Linked DNA regions of Mus musculus: all the other regions are linked to region 2. Evidence: chromatin contacts called from public HiChIP or PLAC-seq and capture Hi-C data. All regions are on one chromosome and are shown on one strand. The core of a region is the stretch at or near the end of the contact, and the rest is flanking DNA. Distances in the headings are between cores, read along the strand shown. Region 1 overlaps Kcnq1 (potassium voltage-gated channel, subfamily Q, member 1). Region 2 holds the start of Phlda2 (pleckstrin homology like domain, family A, member 2). Region 3 holds the start of Mrgprg (MAS-related GPR, member G). Region 4 holds the start of Trpm5 (transient receptor potential cation channel, subfamily M, member 5). Region 5 holds the start of Cd81 (CD81 antigen). Region 6 holds the start of Tspan32 (tetraspanin 32).

The links. HiChIP or PLAC-seq counts read pairs in DNA pulled down with a chosen protein or histone mark. Capture Hi-C pulls out chosen DNA fragments and counts their contacts.
Region 1: an H3K4me3 HiChIP or PLAC-seq map of embryonic limb bud shows a contact between it and region 2, with 8 times the contacts expected there. The contact joins the enhancer-like site here to the promoter of Phlda2 in region 2. A contact is called at or near these places in 13 of 39 promoter capture datasets (the 3T3-L1 cell line, the C10 cell line, the HPC-7 cell line and 8 more), 3 of 15 datasets of contacts at CTCF or cohesin (the G1E-ER4 cell line and embryonic stem cells), 63 of 484 Hi-C or Micro-C datasets (B cells, the Ba/F3 cell line, the G1E-ER4 cell line and 23 more), 23 of 115 datasets of contacts at active chromatin or transcription factors (Th17 cells, astrocytes, bone marrow-derived macrophages and 15 more) and 3 of 9 other capture datasets (adipose tissue, embryonic stem cells and pancreatic islet).
Region 3: a capture Hi-C map of embryonic stem cells shows a contact between it and region 2, with 4 times the contacts expected there. The contact joins the promoter of Mrgprg here to the promoter of Phlda2 in region 2. A contact is called at or near these places in 24 of 39 promoter capture datasets (the 3T3-L1 cell line, the C10 cell line, the HPC-7 cell line and 11 more), 2 of 15 datasets of contacts at CTCF or cohesin (large pre-B cells and pro-B cells), 20 of 484 Hi-C or Micro-C datasets (B cells, the G1E-ER4 cell line, the HL-1 cell line and 6 more), 16 of 115 datasets of contacts at active chromatin or transcription factors (the 230-238 cell line, the SCID.adh cell line, T-cell acute lymphoblastic leukemia and 8 more) and 4 of 9 other capture datasets (adipose tissue, embryonic stem cells, liver and 1 more).
Region 4: an H3K4me3 HiChIP or PLAC-seq map of embryonic stem cells shows a contact between it and region 2, with 53 read pairs. The contact joins the promoter of Trpm5 here to the promoter of Phlda2 in region 2. A contact is called at or near these places in 23 of 39 promoter capture datasets (the 3T3-L1 cell line, 3T3-L1-derived adipocytes, the C10 cell line and 16 more), 2 of 15 datasets of contacts at CTCF or cohesin (embryonic stem cells and stem cell-derived epiblast-like cells), 15 of 484 Hi-C or Micro-C datasets (the G1E-ER4 cell line, the HL-1 cell line, the N1E-115 cell line and 5 more), 10 of 115 datasets of contacts at active chromatin or transcription factors (craniofacial prominence, embryonic basal ganglia, embryonic hindbrain and 5 more) and 2 of 9 other capture datasets (adipose tissue and liver).
Region 5: an H3K4me3 HiChIP or PLAC-seq map of embryonic stem cells shows a contact between it and region 2, with 6 times the contacts expected there. The contact joins the promoter of Cd81 here to the promoter of Phlda2 in region 2. A contact is called at or near these places in 5 of 39 promoter capture datasets (cranial neural crest, frontonasal cranial neural crest, hematopoietic stem and progenitor cells and 2 more), 2 of 484 Hi-C or Micro-C datasets (both in embryonic stem cells), 28 of 115 datasets of contacts at active chromatin or transcription factors (the SCID.adh cell line, acute myeloid leukemia, astrocytes and 18 more) and 2 of 9 other capture datasets (adipose tissue and pancreatic islet).
Region 6: an HNF4G HiChIP or PLAC-seq map of pancreatic cancer cells shows a contact between it and region 2. The contact joins the promoter of Tspan32 here to the promoter of Phlda2 in region 2. A contact is called at or near these places in 17 of 39 promoter capture datasets (the 3T3-L1 cell line, 3T3-L1-derived adipocytes, the HPC-7 cell line and 10 more), 7 of 484 Hi-C or Micro-C datasets (CD4 T cells, the G1E-ER4 cell line, the HPC-7 cell line and 2 more), 12 of 115 datasets of contacts at active chromatin or transcription factors (acute myeloid leukemia, cardiomyocytes, double positive thymocytes and 6 more) and 1 of 9 other capture datasets (adipose tissue).

The regions. Positions count from the first base shown.
Region 1 is chr7:143,152,605-143,155,304 of GRCm38.p6, reverse strand. All of the region lies in intron 2 of Kcnq1 (potassium voltage-gated channel, subfamily Q, member 1), which reads right to left. Among named protein-coding and RNA genes, the nearest start is that of Gm28821, 13 kb to the right of the region's middle. Within about 2 kb of position 1,269, at least 105 of the 459 cell types and tissues checked have an H3K27ac peak or open chromatin away from gene starts, as enhancers often do. A contact at or near this core is called in the N1E-115 cell line, adipose tissue, bone marrow-derived macrophages and 10 more, where this site is marked.
Region 2 is chr7:143,501,190-143,503,889 of GRCm38.p6, reverse strand. Phlda2 (pleckstrin homology like domain, family A, member 2) reads left to right here and starts at 1,366. Exons shown (of 2, transcript NM_009434.2): 1 at 1,366-1,833; 2 at 2,074-2,342. The coding sequence starts at 1,400. The coding sequence ends at 2,074.
Region 3 is chr7:143,765,716-143,768,466 of GRCm38.p6, reverse strand. It overlaps Mrgprg (MAS-related GPR, member G), which reads left to right and starts at 1,474. Exons shown (of 2, transcript NM_203492.2): 1 at 1,474-1,596.
Region 4 is chr7:143,093,267-143,095,966 of GRCm38.p6, reverse strand. Trpm5 (transient receptor potential cation channel, subfamily M, member 5) reads left to right here and starts at 1,325. Exons shown (of 25, transcript NM_020277.2): 1 at 1,325-1,401.
Region 5 is chr7:143,051,395-143,054,123 of GRCm38.p6, reverse strand. It overlaps Cd81 (CD81 antigen), which reads right to left and starts at 1,374. Exons shown (of 8, transcript NM_133655.2): 1 at 1,058-1,374. The coding sequence starts at 1,123. R74862 (expressed sequence R74862) reads left to right here and starts at 438. Exons shown (of 5, transcript NR_110354.1): 1 at 438-1,087.
Region 6 is chr7:143,004,398-143,007,097 of GRCm38.p6, reverse strand. It overlaps Tspan32 (tetraspanin 32), which reads right to left and starts at 1,439. Exons shown (of 8, transcript NM_020286.3): 1 at 1,080-1,439; 2 at 93-190. The coding sequence starts at 1,179.

The sequences.
Region 1 (2,700 bases), core at 20-2,519, 350 kb after region 2:
CAACGGTACACTAGGTACAACCCAAGGCGTGTCTCAGCCAAAAAAACAGAACACCCGCTGTGACTCCAAGCAACAGAAGATGGAGAGCTAAGAGCAAGCTCTACAACAGATAGACCGTGAAAACAAACTAAACCAAAGCAAAACCTAGACACAGCACCAAGACATGAAGCTAGGCGCTGAATTTAACGCCAATAAAGTCTCCACTGGCAGGAAAGGGTGTGAAAACGAATGCAAGAACATGTGAGGCCCTGCTGAGTGTGAACGAGGGTCTGGGACCTGGGGAGCTGACCCTGTTCCACTTGAAAGTAGGACCCAGCAAGGGCTGTTTTAAGGGCTCAGAGAGCCCACCGGATCTCATTTTGCCCCTGGGAAACTGAGGCCTGCCAAGAGAGTTACAGAAAGCAAGGGCGGGCCAGGAAGGGTCCAGCTGCAGGGAGGTGGGTCGCCCCTGCGGGGCCAGGGAGCCTCACAGTAAGGGAGGAAACTGGAGAGATGACCTCATCCCCCAGGCCTCCGGCCGCGCGGCTCACGGGTTTTAACCGCAGGCATGGCGGGACAGTTCCCTGGTATGCGGGCTGTGGGGCTCACGGAGCTGGAGTGTGTGCTAGGACTTTTTCAATGCAGCTGTCTTTGTGTGGGATTTGAAAACAAGCTGGGGTTTGAGAGACAAAAAACAGCCCTGCACCTGGGCCTGGCCAGGGTCTCCTATTGCAAGGAGGGGTGGGTGGGTTTGGCGGCGTGCATGCACATTCAGCAGACTTGCACGTACACGGCGTGCACACACATGTGCGCCACGTCTACAGATGTACATACAGCTTGCTCTAGATTCAGAGGCCGGATTGGGGGCTGGGCGGCGGGAGGGGGGGTGTCCTCCTTGGGGCCACAAACAAGTTTCAAGGCCAAGCACACCTATAACACCCCTGATCAAAGTTCTAGCCAGACCCTGGCCTGGCAGGGCCCAGTTTTCTCCAAGAACAGCTTTTCAGACCCACAGAATATGCCTGGCTCAGCAGAATGCTTAATCCCTCGGAGGCCGCCTGGCTTCCTTGGCCCTGGCTGAGATAACAGGGCTCTGGCACCACGAAAGCCAGGCGCTGAGGCAGGAGTACCGGCGCTGGGGTTGGGGAACACAGCCTCGCGTGACTTCTTCTCCACCATTTACCCAATGTGCTCCCAGAATCCCTCACAGAGCTCCCTTGCCCTGGGCCCCCGTGGGGCACCGCGGGCTGTGGTTTGGGCTCCCGCGCTCGGCACTCTGGGCTCGGCCCAAGGGCTGCTGGAATGTGTGTTACAAGAGCGCCACCTGGTGTCTCCACAGCTCGTCAGAGGCTGCCCTGTCCTTAGCTCAAAGGCTGAAATAAACATCTTTGTTTTTCACCCAACTCCCGTCCACAGCATGTAGCAGCTGCATTCTACACTATGTCCCCCAGCCTGAGGCTCCAACAGCCATTCTCACCCTAGAGGCCTGGAATCCACAACCATGATATCTGCGTGGGCCTAGGACACATGCACCTTTCGGAGGCCATGAGCCATCTGCAACAGCACACAACTCCTCCTTACCTAACCCTTTGACCAATCATCATGTCTTCTAGGAAAATATCACCACCCTATATACAAGGTCCTTTGAGCCATACACTTCTTCACTGGTCCATATGTCCAGGCTGGACACACGCCAGCCTCACATCTGCTTCCCCAACACCATGGTCATGACTCTGAAGTAAGCCACTAGACACAGCCAGCTCAAATCCTGGAAGGTATGGCCTCTAAAGGCTAGCATGTGAGGATACAGCTTACGAACATGGCAAAGTTGGGGACAGACAATGGCTCAGCAGTTAAGATCCCTTGCTACGCTGGCAGAGGTTCTAAGTTTGGTTGGGTACGCATGTTGGGCTGTTCACAATCGTCTGTTACTCCATCTCTAGGGGATCTGCCACATTATCTTCTGGATTCTGTGGGCATTTCGAGCACACACACACACAGGAGGCGGCAGGGAGAGAGAGGCTTTAAAATAATGTGGCAAAGCCAAATGGGGAGGTTAAGACTAAAGCCAACTATACTTTCATCCCTATACTTTACAGTTGGAGACACTGAGGTTCAGGGGTATCATTGTATCCTTAGGGGGCATGCCTGGGAACAAGACTTAAAAAGAAGGGGGTTCTGTATCCTACTCCATATATACACTCTGAGCAGCCGGGGTGTTGAGCCTCCCTCTGCATAGTAGAAAAGTGTGAAAGAGATGTGAGCCTACTCAAAGAAGCCCATCATCACATCCAGGTTGCCCAGAAAAGAGCAGAGGGGAGTTCCAGAAGGGAGTGTGCAGCGTTGACCGGAGGTCAGTCCTAATAGTAGGAAAGCAACCCTGCTGGATATATATAGTGTTTGTGCAAAGGTCCTGAGGCAGTTGGGAGGGAGAGATGGGGAGGGAAGGGAGGTTTGGAGATGGGGGGGGGTGTATGCTTAAATGTGTGACACTCTGAAGACCATGAGGGAGAAATTGGAAATTATCCCAAACCACCCAGGGAGCGTCTGGGACACTCAGGTTTTTGTCCTATAAAATCTCTTCTTAGCTGTTGTGGGGCAGGGAGGGTCCAGGGAACGAGAAGGGGACAAAAGAGGTAATGAGGTCACTGCCCTCACAGTGGTGGACAAAGAGCCACTTCTGGGAAGCAGAACAGACTGGGGAGGGGCTGCCTTGGGAGT
Region 2 (2,700 bases), core at 117-2,616:
AAACCCAGACTGAGCTAGATTGGTCCTTCCTGCCTCAGCCTCCTTATTGTGGTATAAACCTGCCTTAGAACAACACTAGGCCACCGAACTGGAGTTTTAGGCTGTCTCAATTGTTTAAATGGAGGAACCTGTGTTTTCACTGGGAGCCAGTCCACCTAGAAGCATGGTGTCTGGTTTTCCAACAGCCAGGGGTGGAGGTGGCGGTGGGGATGGGGGAAGGGGTGGAGGTGGGAGAAGGGGTGGGGGTAGGGGGAAGGGGTGGGGCTGAGGGTTTCCTTGTAGCGCCTCTGTCCTCCATCCCACCCCAGCACCCCTGCCCCCATCCCACCATAGCAGGGGACTCCTGGGGTCCCTAGGCCAGTCCCTCCCCCATCCCTGGGAACCCTGGAGGAGCTGCGTCTGCTTCCTACTACTATTAAACCTTTAAAGGCAGAGGGTAAATAAAATCTTGCACTGAAAGGCGATGACTCAGCCGCCCCCGCCGCCCCCGCCGCCCCCGCCGCCCCCGCCGCCCCTAGCCCTTAGGTCGGTCCCCTCATTCCCCAAGCTAGCTTTGCTAGCTCCCGTCCCCCCCCCCCGCCCCCATCGTGAGTTTCCAGCACGTCGAGGTTGTACAGTCGCAGCCCGAGGTGTCTGTAGCCTAGATTGGGGCACACGGGAAAGAGGCAGGCCTTTCTCTTCACGTGGCTGAGCACTGCAGGGTGCTGTTCCTCCTCCACTTCTTCACTGTCTAACTTACTAAAAGGTCATTGTCCCATTTTACAGAAGGGAAAAGAAACTGAGATAATTTCGAGGTACAACTTTGGGGAGCAACTTGGGTGATAAAGCCTGTTGGGGCAGGGCTACTTCCCAAGAAAGTCTAGTGGGTGGCCTTTGGATGCTCGCCCAAGGTGGGAGGAGACGGTGGCCAGGGCTTGGAAAGAACCCGTGAGTCCACGACCCGCGTGTTCGGTCTCCCCGTGAGTGGGATTCTGAGCGCGGTAGTTCAGTCTAGGGGTCGGGCGCTTCCCAGGTCTTCCCGGCCCGTGAGTCACGAGGGGCAGGGACCGCTGAGGTGCATTCCTCTGCAGGCAGGGCCGGAGCCTGGGCGGGGAGGGGACCACAAGTCACTCCACCTGGCAGCTGGGACGTTGGGGCTGGAGGGAAGGCTCGGGGCTCCCGTCAGAGAGGCGCCAATCAGTTCTCGCCCCCCACCCTCCGTCCTCCGATAAGCGGTAGCTTCAAGCAATGGGTAAGGGGCAGCCTGGGGCGGTTGGTGGGGGGCAGCTCCGAGAGCCTGCTTGGGATTGAGAGTGCCCGACTCCGGGGCGTGTCTGGGCTGCGGGGCGGAGTCCTTATAAAGACCACGCCGCGGCCGCGGCCCGCAGCAGAGCGAGCGCATTTGGTGCAACCTTTCGAAATGGCTTCGAAAATCGTGATGTCTTCGAAAACCGTGAAGACCTCCGACGAGATCCTTTGCGAGGGCGAGCTGGAGAAGCGAAGCGACAGCCTGTTCCAGGTATGGAAGAAGAAGCGCTGCGTGCTCACCGCCGACCGCCTGCGCCTCTTCTCCGGGAAAACCAGCCCCGCCAAGGAGCTGTTTTTCCACTCCATCCTCAAGGTGGACTGCGTGGAGCACACCTCTAAGTACGTGTACTTCACCATCGTCACCAACTATTACAAGGAGATCGACTTCCGCTGCACGGTGGAGAGCTGCTGGAACGCGGCCATCACCATGGCGCTGATCGACTTCCAGAACCGTCGGGCGCTGCAAGACTTTCCCCGCTACCGGTATCAGCGCTCTGAGTCTGAAATGCCTTCCGAGCCGGGAGAGCAGAGCGCTCTGGGTCCGTGGTGAGTAACAAACTTGTCCACGGCGTCGGAGTACGGGGCATGGGGAAAGTGAATGGGGGTCATGCCTCCCAGTGGGGAAAACTTCGATTTTAAAAGCCACGGGGAGGGGGAGGGGGGAATCCTACGTCTTTGAAAACCCTTTGGAGAGGGGACCTGGAACGCATGGCAGGAGCTGCTCGGCCCACCTGGAGACTTAAAAGCTGCACCCGGGCAGCTCCTGACTCAGTCTTCTCCCTACAGAAACGCACGGGACCAGTTGAGCCGGGAACCAGCCCACGCTGCCGCATCAGACAGGAGCCCAGGAGCCCAGGGGATGCCCCGGGTGACGCCGCCGCTGCTCTTCACCGAAGATATTCCCGTGCTTGCTGAGCCTTGCCCCGCTGTGCGGGTGCGCTAACTTATTGGACCGTATTTATATTGGTTACCTGCTTCCAACCCACCATTCCGTGTTAATATTTTTTATACCATATTTTCATTCCAAATAAACAATGTCACTTTTCTTTTTTTAACAACTGTGTGGTCTGTGTAGTTCCTGCTGGGGCGAATGTGTGGAAGGGTGGGAGTGAAAGGGTCTCCTATCTGGTGTTATTCCCTCTCCACATCCCGGGAACCATTCAAAGTGCCTTTGAGGGCTGGAGAAATGGCTCAGCGGTTAAGAGCACTGACTGCTCTTCCAGAGGCCCTGAGTTCAAACCCCAGCAACCACATGGTGGCTCATAACCAACCATCTGTAGTGAGATTGGATGCCCTCTTCTGGTGTGTCTGAAGACAGCTTCAGTGTACTTACATATAATAAATAAATCTTGAAGGAAAAAAAAAGTGCCTTTGAATGAACTGTCATCTGCCAGTGGGGCTCAGAGCCTTGCC
Region 3 (2,751 bases), core at 225-2,724, 260 kb before region 2:
TTCTGTGTCACATTCGAAAACCAATATCAAAGTCCTGTCCAATCCTACACTGTCACAGGAGAGGTGCCAAGTGCTTGGTTGTCTCCCTGCTGCCTGCTTCGGTGGTGCACAGACTCTCCAGCTGCTGTGGACTCCTCTAGATCACCTCACAGTACCGGCACACTATGACAATTATATTAATCCTTGAGGGCAAAGCCCTGAAGAAGAACAACAACAAAGGCCTACCAGAACAATGAAAAGTTGGGGAGATTTGGGGCTGCACAGTGCTTGTGTGTGTTGTAAGGGTGCATCCCACAGAGGACAGAGTATGGATCTGGCTTGACATGATGGCAGCCATCTTGAGCCACAGCTGTCTGAGTCACCATAAGATGGGTTTTCCTGCATATTTACTTAGCTAACCATAACACAGAGCCTTGAAAGCACATGCGTACTGGATGACTTGGAGGGTGCGCCTGGCTTTTGATGGAATCTGAAGATAAACCAGAGACCTTCAGGCATGAGAGCATGCTTTGGTCTTTATCCACCCAACGTCTGGGTGCCCAGCTCCCCAGGACCTTCCTCTGCCAGTGAGTCTCCAGAATATCTCACTGTGCAGTCCTAGCTCTATTGGACTCTCCCTATTCCCTTCCAACTGCTGTGTGAGTTTATGTGCACATGTGTGTAGGTGCATGCACATCTGTGCAGGTGTATGTGCTGCCTAAAGATCAGCACTGAGTGTGTGTCTTCTTAATTACCCTACACATTAAAAAACATTTTAAAGTCCATGCTGTTGTTGTTTTGAGACAACATCTCACAATACCATCCTGGTTGACCTGGAAACTCTGTGCAGACTTGCAGAAATCTGTCTGCCTCTGCCTCCCAAGTGCTGGGATTAAAGGTGTGGGCCACAACCTCTGGCTTAAATATGTTTTTAAGTTTATCTGTGTGTGTGCACAAATGTGCCACCACATGTGTCCAGATCAGAGGGAAACTTTTAGGAATCAATTTTCTTCTTTTATGGGGATCCCTGGAATTGAACTTAGGTTGTCAGGCTTGGGTGTGGCAAGAACCTTTACCCACTGAGCCCTCTCACTGGCCCAATACCTTATTTTTTAAAGATAAGACTTTGCAGCAAATGTAGTGATTGGCATAGCCAGCTGAATATCAAGTCCCATGAGTCCTCTGGTCTCCATCTCTCAGTACTGGGGTCACAAGCATGCACCATGATGCCCAACTTTTATTAAAGGTGCAGGGGATCCAAACTCAAATTCTCATACCTGCATAGCGAGAACTTTACTGACTGATCCATCTTTACAGATGTCATCTCTTCCTTTGGTCCCGAGCACCTAAGGCCAGGGACCATTCCAGAATGGGCGGCGTGCAAGGCTCTCTGTTTTCATCTCCCAGATGAAAAGGAGGAGCCTCCCACACTGACAGCTCTGTTTGAGCTCATTCCTTTGATTTCCGTGAAAAGGTGACACACCCACCCCACTTCTAGGGAACTGGCAGGAGCCAGCCTCAGAGGACAGAAGGGGATTTAGGGGCCAGGAGGAGATCAAGACAACAAGTGTGGGCTGAGCGAGCTGGAGACAGCCACTGTCAGCAGGCGGTCATCAGGTGAGAAGGTTAATATGCCCCTCTACCTGCTTCCCTAAGCAAGAAGCACCCCTTCTCTTACCCTCTACATCACTTGCCTGCCTGGCTCTCAGGGGGGTGCTGGTGGCTCTGAGGATGTCCTCTAAAAGGGACCTTATGGGGAAGGCAGTTAAGGGAGCCTTGGAAGCTGAGGCTCAGGCTTGAAACTCATTGCTCCAGGTCCATTGGAGAACAAGGATGAGGAAGATGCCCCACCCCACCTACCGCATCCCCTTTCAGATCTAGCCTTGGCTCCACCAGCCAGAATCCACACAGGAGTAGATGTCTGGATTTACACCCTTGGGGGCTCACAGAGGGGAAGAGTCTTGCCTCTGTCACCACTCTGATGCGTGAAGGTTCAGTCCTTAATTTCAAGGTCCTGAGGACCTGTACTCTGACCTTGACAGCTGAACTGGTAGGTTGAATCACCATCTCCCACAGGTGCTAGGAAGGATGCTTGGTGATGAGATGGTGGGTGATACTCATCAGGACACTGCAGAAGGTTTGGCCCTGTGAGAGGAAGCAGGGTCTGATGGAGGCTGGGTCTCAGTGAGTACAGAGATAGCTAGGGTTCTGGGTAGGGGACACAGCCCAGACCAGGAATGAGGGTCATACGTAAAGTACACAATATACATCTCTTTCCATCTTTGACTATGTTTTCCCATGTCTGTCCCTTCCTCTTTATCTCTACCTCTATTCTCTATTTCTCTCTGTGTCTGTCTGTCCATCTCTCTTCTCCACTCCATTACCCCCCAGCCCTGGTCTATCTTTTCCTATTGCTGTTCCTCCCTGGCAGTCCCTGTCCCCAGAGCCTGGGTCCTCATACCCTGGATCTTGGACAAGGTCCATCATGGGCTCTGTGGAAAAAGGTACTGCTCTGAAACACTCGCCTCCATGAGGGTACCAGAAACTCTCCTGCTTGCTCCCTAAGAAGATTTGGGGCCCTGAGACCCATCATCAAAGTCCCAGACTCTGACATGAAGCTTCAGAGTTAGCCACAGTTCCTCAGGACCCTGGGCTTTAATGTCGCGCTCTAAAAGGACAGTGTGGGGAAAGTCCCCTGAAGCCTCACCTAGCACAGAATGGAGTGTCCTGGGTCAGAGCAGGCACTATCAGAGACCCTGGGGTGGGTGTGAT
Region 4 (2,700 bases), core at 76-2,575, 410 kb after region 2:
CCAATGTCTATCTGCCCAGGGCCTGGAATGGTTTGGAAGCTGCTTCCCACTAAATGGCTATCTCCCCAGACCCCACTTATGCCTTCATATGGCTCATGACTATGCACATGCTCAGGCACACAACTGCCTTTGGGCACATGTTCTGTATACTTTCATATTCTGCACTTGGGGTTGGCTGGGGCTGCCCAGGGTCCAGCAGAACTATGGGGGAAGTGGCTGTTGATGGGCAAATGAGGAAGCAAAGGTCATTTCAGATGACAAAGCAGCACTGAGCAACGCTGCTGGGGTGCCTGGGAAGTGAGCTATAGGGGATGTGCCCTGTGTGGGTGTGGGCCTGGGTGAAGGGGTCCTTGAAAGACATGGGAGCCTGTGGTGACAAGCCTGCAGGAGATGCTCCAAGGAGTGGTGCCCCAAGGGAGCAAAAGAAAAAGTGTCAGGGCCTTTCTGGGTTTGATTATTAGGATCACAGGGGTCCATGAAAGGTTGTGGGTAAGGAGAACCATAATATGGTATTGGCCTAGAACGGTTAGGGAATATTTGGTGCAGTCCTTCGAGTGTCCAAAAGATGGAGGTAAAGGGGCAGCAGCAGATGAAGGAAGGGTTCTGGAAGCACTCCTATTCTCCACCTAGTCCTCAGACATAGGAAGGCTAGGCTTTGGATTGCTTGGTGGACATGAACTTAGGCTAGATTTCTAGAATCCAGTGAACTCTGGCCTTGTTCTATACTGAGATCCGGCCATTCCACCTAGGCCCCCGCTATGTACCCTCCTCCAGAGCTGTACCCCACAGCTCTCAAGCACTCAAGGCTTATAGTCCCTGCTCTTCAGGGCTCAAGTGGCTAGAGCTGGTCTGAGCCCCCAGCCCAGCTTGTAATTTTAGAAGGGCATCAAATGGGCATGGCTTATGTCAAGGTAACATGACAGGTATGCTAGGGGACATGCTAGCTCAGATGGTGATGTAACTGTGGCCCTCTTGCTTAGGACAAAGCCAGAGGGAGACCCCTCTCCCTGCCCCACCCAGGTCCTGTTTTTGCCTGTGATCTTGGCGCCCTCTGGTGGCTAATGTTGGGTCCTTGGCTGCTGCCCAACCCCTATCCTCCTACCCCTGGGGTTCATGGCAAAGTAATGAAAGCCAGATCCTGTGGTCTCTGGGGGAAGGGCTCACAGAAACACTGTCAAGAGCTGTCATGAGGGTCTTCCCCAGTTATTCACAACCGCCTGGAAGCTTGGCATGAGTATCTCGGTCTACAGGAAGAGAAACCGGGACTTCGTGTTGAAGGAGCTGGATAGATCAACAGGAAAAAAGCCAGTGTCACAGCCATGAGAAGCATCACGAGCAACAGCCCTGAGCCTCAATTTGGAGGCAGTCCTCATGCAGTCCAAGGCACTGACTGCCTGACTGGTAAGTAGCTAGTACTCAGCTCACTCACACCATAGGATTCTCCAGGAGTGTGGCACACCACAGATCAGGGCAGACATCTCCAGACCTTCTGGGACCTCAGGAGACAGTTCATCTGCTTGCCTATCATCATTGGGACCACTTGTCAGACACCCTTTCATGGATCATGTGTCCTTAAGGCAGTTCTTGTTTCCTCAACTAGAGAAACTGAGGCTTGGTGAGAAATGAAGCAGAATTCCCATCTGACCTCTGATCTCATGTTAGAGTACAGACACCCAGGCCGTACTCATCGTCTGTGCCAGGCAGAGCCCAGGGAGGAAAGGACCCATGTTTCATGTAACCCCTCTTCATGTAACAGTGGGCTCTTGGCCAGCCTGGATGTGCTCTCAGACCAGTGGCACCAATCTAGCCCTTGGTGGATGGGTGGTACCCTAGGTTCACTCATGCCCAGCTTTCTAAGACATCATTGGCTGCCAGGTGCTGGGTGTGGCATGTGGGTGGATCGAGGGAGGAACACAGCCTGCAGTAGGTAAGTGCCTCTAACACTCAGCACCAGCAGCTACATGCCAGGAATCTGGAAGGAACGGGCAGGTAAGCTCACACCAGGGTCAGCTTGCATAGGAGTGGGGCCAGAAAGTCGCTCAGTCCTCTGCTGAGAAGGTAGGAAGGGCAAGCAGGAGCTATGTTCTAGCCACATTTCTACCTCATGTTCTCCATCAGGGATGGCATCATGAGGACAAGTCTGCCATGAGCAAGGGAAAGGGCTACCCATTGTTCGGGAGGGTCTGGGTGGAGGGCAATCCAAACTGTGAGCCTCAGACTTGGAGATTACATCAGCCGCAGCACCTTGGAAACTCAGCCCAAGCTCAGGGGCTGCAGGAGGGAGGGGTGTAGGGGTGGGGACCCAGCTCCTCATAGTTGTATCTACGTCCTGCTCTGTCAGCAATGTCAGGTCTCTTCACCAAGGGGATGAGGGGTGCCATGCTAATTCATGCATGCAGTGACCTTCTTAGTTTTACCCACATATCACTGTAAGCTGGCACAGAGAGTTTAGGGACAAGTACGTTCAGGACCCCAGGATTTGGGTGCCAGATCTGTCGTGCTCTGGGCTCTTCCTATCTTAGGGGCGGAGAAGTACATTTATTTCAGGCTCTTTCTGTGACCGTCTCAGCTAGTAAGAGCCTCCAAGGTCTCCACTGCCTTGGGATTAAGAATCTGTTTTTTGTCTTTCAGAATTCAGGCATAGGATAATGATCAGGGTCATGTAGCTCCCCCCACCCCCGCAAAAAAACCCCACCAACA
Region 5 (2,729 bases), core at 125-2,624, 450 kb after region 2:
AGGGTGGCACCACTGTCCAGAGGAGTGGCCAGCACTGCTCACTCAAGTGCCCGCAGGCAGGTCTGTTAAGACTCCCCATTCCCAACCCAGTTAGGAAATGGAAAGAAGCCCATACCACCAATGGCTACTCCCCAGCAGTGAAGACAGTCAGGACCCAGGGACACTTGGAGACCCTCTTATACCCATGTCTCCTTTCCAAGATGACCAAATGGGTGTGCACTTCTTTCCAAAGTGGAGAGCCCAGCTTAGATCCTGTATATAGGAAAAGATCCTAAGCTCCTGGTTTGTACAGATCCCAGATCTTTGCAACACCCTGGCCTTCACCAACTCAGAACTGCATACCCTCTTCCTCTCAGGATCTAAGGGTCAGGCCGGGGCTGTAATCTGTGCAGGAGACGACAGGCAAGGAGGAGGGGCAGCTGGGGGAATGGGGGTGGGGGTGGCCAAGAACTGGGGCACCGTGCGCAGCAGCACGCGGCCCGGGCTGCCCTGCCTTCTAGGCCTGGAGCTCGAGCCCCCAGGGTGGCAATACCAAGCTGGAGGGTAAGCAAGGGTGGAGTAATAGTGGGGTTGAGGTCTCCGAGGCAAGTACGGAGCGTGCCCCCACCACTTCGAGGCCGCCTATCCAGGGGCGGTGGCTAGGATGAGCTCATGGGGGCGGGGCGCCAAGATCCCGCCCTTCTCGACCCCCCTCACTGCTCGCGATGCAGGATGGTCCCCAAAACAACATTCAGGAGGGTGCGAGTACCCCCTTCATAGCTGAGGGCTCTTGATTACCTGGCTCTAGCCCGCAGACTCTTGCACCAGTTCCCAGCACTCAGAGGGGACAGGCCAGCGATCCCCTGATTTCCCGGCCCCAGAAGCCCCTCGAGCCGAGGCCCAGAAGCTCAGCCCTCGGCCTCAACCCGCTGGCGAGGGGCGCCAGGACCCCGATCGGCGCACGGAGCCCACAGGTGGCGCCGCAACTTCGCGGTTGCGCTGCGCCTTCTCAGCAGGGCCTAGCGCGCTGCCCAGCCTGGCTACCGTGGGGTGCGCCCTGTCCCCAGTGGCTGCTCACCCAGAAGACGAAATTGAAGACGAAGAGCAGGTATTTGATGCATTTGGTGCAGCCCTCCACCCCCATGGCGGTGCGCGGCCTGCGGAGCTTGGATTGGTCCTGGAGCGGGCGGTATGGGGACGCAGTACCGGGGTCCGGGACTGGCAGATAGCCTGGAGCGCTTGCGGGCCGGAGAACTGCGTTGCGGAGAATGAGACGTAGGGTAGAGAAGGGCTGGAGGCCTAGCCGGAGGCGCGAGAGTCACTATCTCTTTGAAGCAAGGACGCGCTCGCTCGGACCGGGCGCGCGCGCCTAGCTCCTCACTCTTTATAGACCTCTAGGTCCCGCCCCTCCGAGGCCCCGCCCAGAGGACGCTCCACCCCTGGCCCCGCCTTCCGCCCGCGGGGTGCCCGGACCAGGGGTACTTGGGTGGGTGCTGCCACCTCAGTCCCAGAGTAAGCGTTCTGGAACTTGGTGCAGCTGGTTCTTGGGGACTCGGTGCACTGTGCGTGCGCAGGATGAATCTCCAAGTTTCTTAAGGGTTCCCAACCCTCGGGGCAGGCTTCTGGGTCGCGACTAAGAACTGGCCACAAGATACTGCCCCAAAGAAGCCACACTTACTTCCTCCGGTACTCGGACGCCTTGGACTTTCCCGGAGGGTACCCTAGTGGAGGTGTCTCGACAGTAAAGAGTCTTAAAAGTTAACATGTTTTGTGTATATTGATCTCCCAGGCAGCAACTCCGTGGGCCTGAAGGTCTAGAATGGAATTCTTTGTAGCCTTGCTAATCCCCTATCTCACAGATAGAGTTCCTGGCTGCAGTTCTGGAGGCTGCATTTGGGAAGGTCAATAGTGTACCCAATGTCTTTAGCCAGTCTTTAGGCTCGAGAACCCTCAGGGGCACCTTCAAATATTCATGCCATCCTGGCTGTGCCTTCCAAGAGTCCATCCTCCATCCTCTAGCTGGTTCCCTGAAAGCTGGGATTAATAAGGAAGTGAGGAAAGATTCAGAGGGCAGAGGTGCTTCCTTCCCGGGTGAGGAATGGCTGCTGTCATCATAGATGATATTCCTGTGAAATCTTGGCATTCCCTTCCCCAAACTGAAGGGCAATGGGGCTGCTTCATTAGACTCACTGGGAACCATGGAAGGACCAGTTCCCAAGACTCAGCCTTTTCCAGGTCACTCCATGTTCTTAAATCTTTGAGCAGTTAAGGACATTGTTCCCTATGGAGATCACACCTGGCACCCCTCTGGCTACAGGACACTGGAAATATGTTTAAAAAGGAATAGATATACATATATATTTAAACAAAGGAAAGGAATATCTATAATATATATGTGGAGAGAGAGACAGACAGACAGAGACAGACAGACAGACAGAGAATGAGAATCTCACAATGTAGCCCTGGTTCCTGGAACAGAGCTCTGTCTACTTTTGCTTCCTAAGTGCTGAGACTGTAGGTTTAGGACACCATGCCCAGTTGTCTAAAGGGCGAAAATTTGAACTATGTATAATTTACATGTAAACCTGATGATTGGCCAGTAGCTGCCTGGGTGGAGCTATCTCTACTCGGCTAGGCTAGTAGGCTTCTTGAGAGTTAATTTGTGCATTTGTTTTGGCTTCAGGCTGGTATAGCTGCTACAGTGAAGGATTGTGTCCACATTTATAGTTCTTGGAGGCTGAAGTGGTGTC
Region 6 (2,700 bases), core at 190-2,689, 500 kb after region 2:
GGTCAGGCAGCTCCCTGGTCTTATTCCTCTCCAGCTCTTGTCCCCGTCTGAGGTCTGGGAGCCGGGGTCGTCTGGCAGCACATGGAACTTACCGCAGCCATGAGGCCATGGGCCTCCCTCACAGTGGCTATGGTGCTCAGAGCAGCTCCCAGGCTCAGGAGCCCCGCTAGGCTGATCCCCACATAGAAGGCTGTGGGAAGAGAAAGACAGAGGGTATGGAATCTAGCCTGGGGACTGGGCATAGAGGTTGGATCTGAAATCTATCTACTTTGGGAGTCACAGAGCTAGAACTGACCTTCGGGGAGGTCCCAAAAGGCACATATCTCTGGCTCAAAAGAAGGAATGTCCATAGCCCAATAGCCTGTCCTCCTGAGGCTGAGAAGGAAGGGGGAAGAGAAGGTAGCTAAGAGACAGTACTCTTTCCCCCATTCCTCCTGTCCTCCCTGCCTCACAGACTATCTTTAAGGACATCCCCATACTCTAGTGACAGGTGACAGTGTAGGCTGTACCTTATCAGTGCAGGCCCAGGCCCCAGGCTTCCTGCCTAAGGGAGGCCTAGTGCCTTGGAAGGCAGGGACTGGGGCTACCCATCCCCCATTCAGGGGCCTCAGTTTTCCACTTTTTCCTACTGGGTGGTGACCTTCCTAGATTCCTTGCATTCCTCTTATTAAAGTGGCCTTGTTCTTGTGGAAGTGAGGCACCCTGGCAGGTTGGGTCCTAGCTGCACATTTTCTGCCCTCTGTATATGGTATTCCCTGCCAAGCCCCACAGGCCCACCTGAGTGGGCCCCAGGAGATCCCTGCCCTGAACACATAGATCTGGGCCCTGCCACAGCTTCACCACTGCTATGGGGCAGGCGAATCAAGGCAGGAGTGCCTGCTGTCGCCTAAACCTCCCCACCTTTGTTAGTCCAACCCAGACACTGGGGCTGCCTCTCCCTACTCCTGACCTCTGGTTTTTGGCCAAAGCCAGCTCCTCTGGGCAGCCTAGGGCTGGGGAGTAAGGTCTGTTCCTCCCAGATGTGTTTGGCCCTGGAGCCCTCTCACTTCCACTCCACAGCCATTTCTGGTCTCACTTACCCCAATAGCGCAGTGTTTCATAGGGGTTCCTCTCCAACGATGCATGGCCAATCACAGTAAAGTGGTCTCCAAAGTGAATGACAACCACCATGGTGGCCATAGAGAGGCCCAGCAGCTGAGGGTGAAGTGGGCTCACTGTCAGCGCTGGGGAGTTGCAGAGGCCCCTCACCCTGACAGAATATAGGGTCTGGGCTTCTTAGGCCCCCAGCCTGGCTCCCTCCAGCTTCCTTGGTGCACAGGAACAAGGCAGCTACAGGAGGCCTACATATTTCTGTGGGCAGGCACTCACAGATAGTGTACTACACACAGAGATAAGTAGAAAACACACTAGCCAGTGCCCCATGGTGCTCAGCTCCTCTCCTCTCCTCTCCTCTCCCCTCCCTTCACTTCCTCTCTCCTCCCTTCCTCTTTACTCTCCTCCCTTCTGTGGTTCACCAGTGAGTGGGGACCTCAGACCACAGCAGACACAGTAGGTATCGCTGTGTCCTCCCATCTGAAGACCCAGGAGCTCATATCAAACTGTCTGCAGAGACTCGTCTGCAGTCCCTGACCTGGCAGTCCCAGTCTCTGGGTCCCAAGCAGCACCCCTTCCGGGTAGTCCTTGCACACTCTTAAGTCACCAGCCAACCTAGGTTTTCCCAGGCTCTTCACTGACCCTTGCCTACAAGGACATCAGGTACAGATGTTCACAGTCCTCTAAAGGTGGCCACCAGGGACCCAGAACCAGTCTGAGGGACTGTGGTGTGGCAGGAGGGAAGACCACAGTGCTGGAAGCCCGGGCATGGTGAACTATTTCCTCTCCTGCCTGCCCACCCATCCACTCCTGCCCCACATGCATGTTACCAAGACTAGGAAGTTGGTGATCAGTATCTGGCATTTGGCAATCTTGATTCGATTCCAGTGCCCCATGGTGCTCAGCTCCTCTCCTCTCTGCCCTCGTCTCCTCTCCTCTCTTCTCCCCTCCCTTCACCTCCCCTCTCCTCCCTTCCTCTTTACTCTCCTCCCTTCTGTGGTTCCCCAGTGGGTGGGGACCTCAGACCACAGCAGACACAGTAGGTATCATTGTGTCCTCCTATCTGTCAGCAACCCTTGTAACCTAGTGGCTGTGTTGGGGGAAGGAAGAAGGGCAGGCCGGAAGGGGGGCAGTTTCTATACCAGCTGTTGCTCTGGCCTGGCCCAAGATAACTGGATTTTTGTAGGCATGAGGCCTCCCTTTGGGTAGGCTGGGCTACACTGCAGCATGGGGAGGGGTGGAGTCTTGAGGGGAGCAGAAAGAGAAGGACCTATGGTTATAAGGCATGGCATTGGTTGTAAGGGTGTACTAACCTGTAACTGTCCAGCTACGTAAAAACCTTTAGTGTTTGGTTAGACCTCATGTCCCAAAGTCCTCCTGGGACTAATCCCCAAACAGGACTTCTGCAAGTGGCAAATGTGTCTCATGACCGACCTGATGGCATTAACCAATTCATAACTGGCACAGAGGGGAAGGGTGTGATAGAGTCAAATCTCAGGAAATGTCCAGGGGTTGGGCAAACAGGCATAGGCGTTTCAAGATGGAGGAAGTCTGTTTGTATTGACCTTCGGTGAACTAGCCATATTTGATTGAAAAACAAAAGCAGAG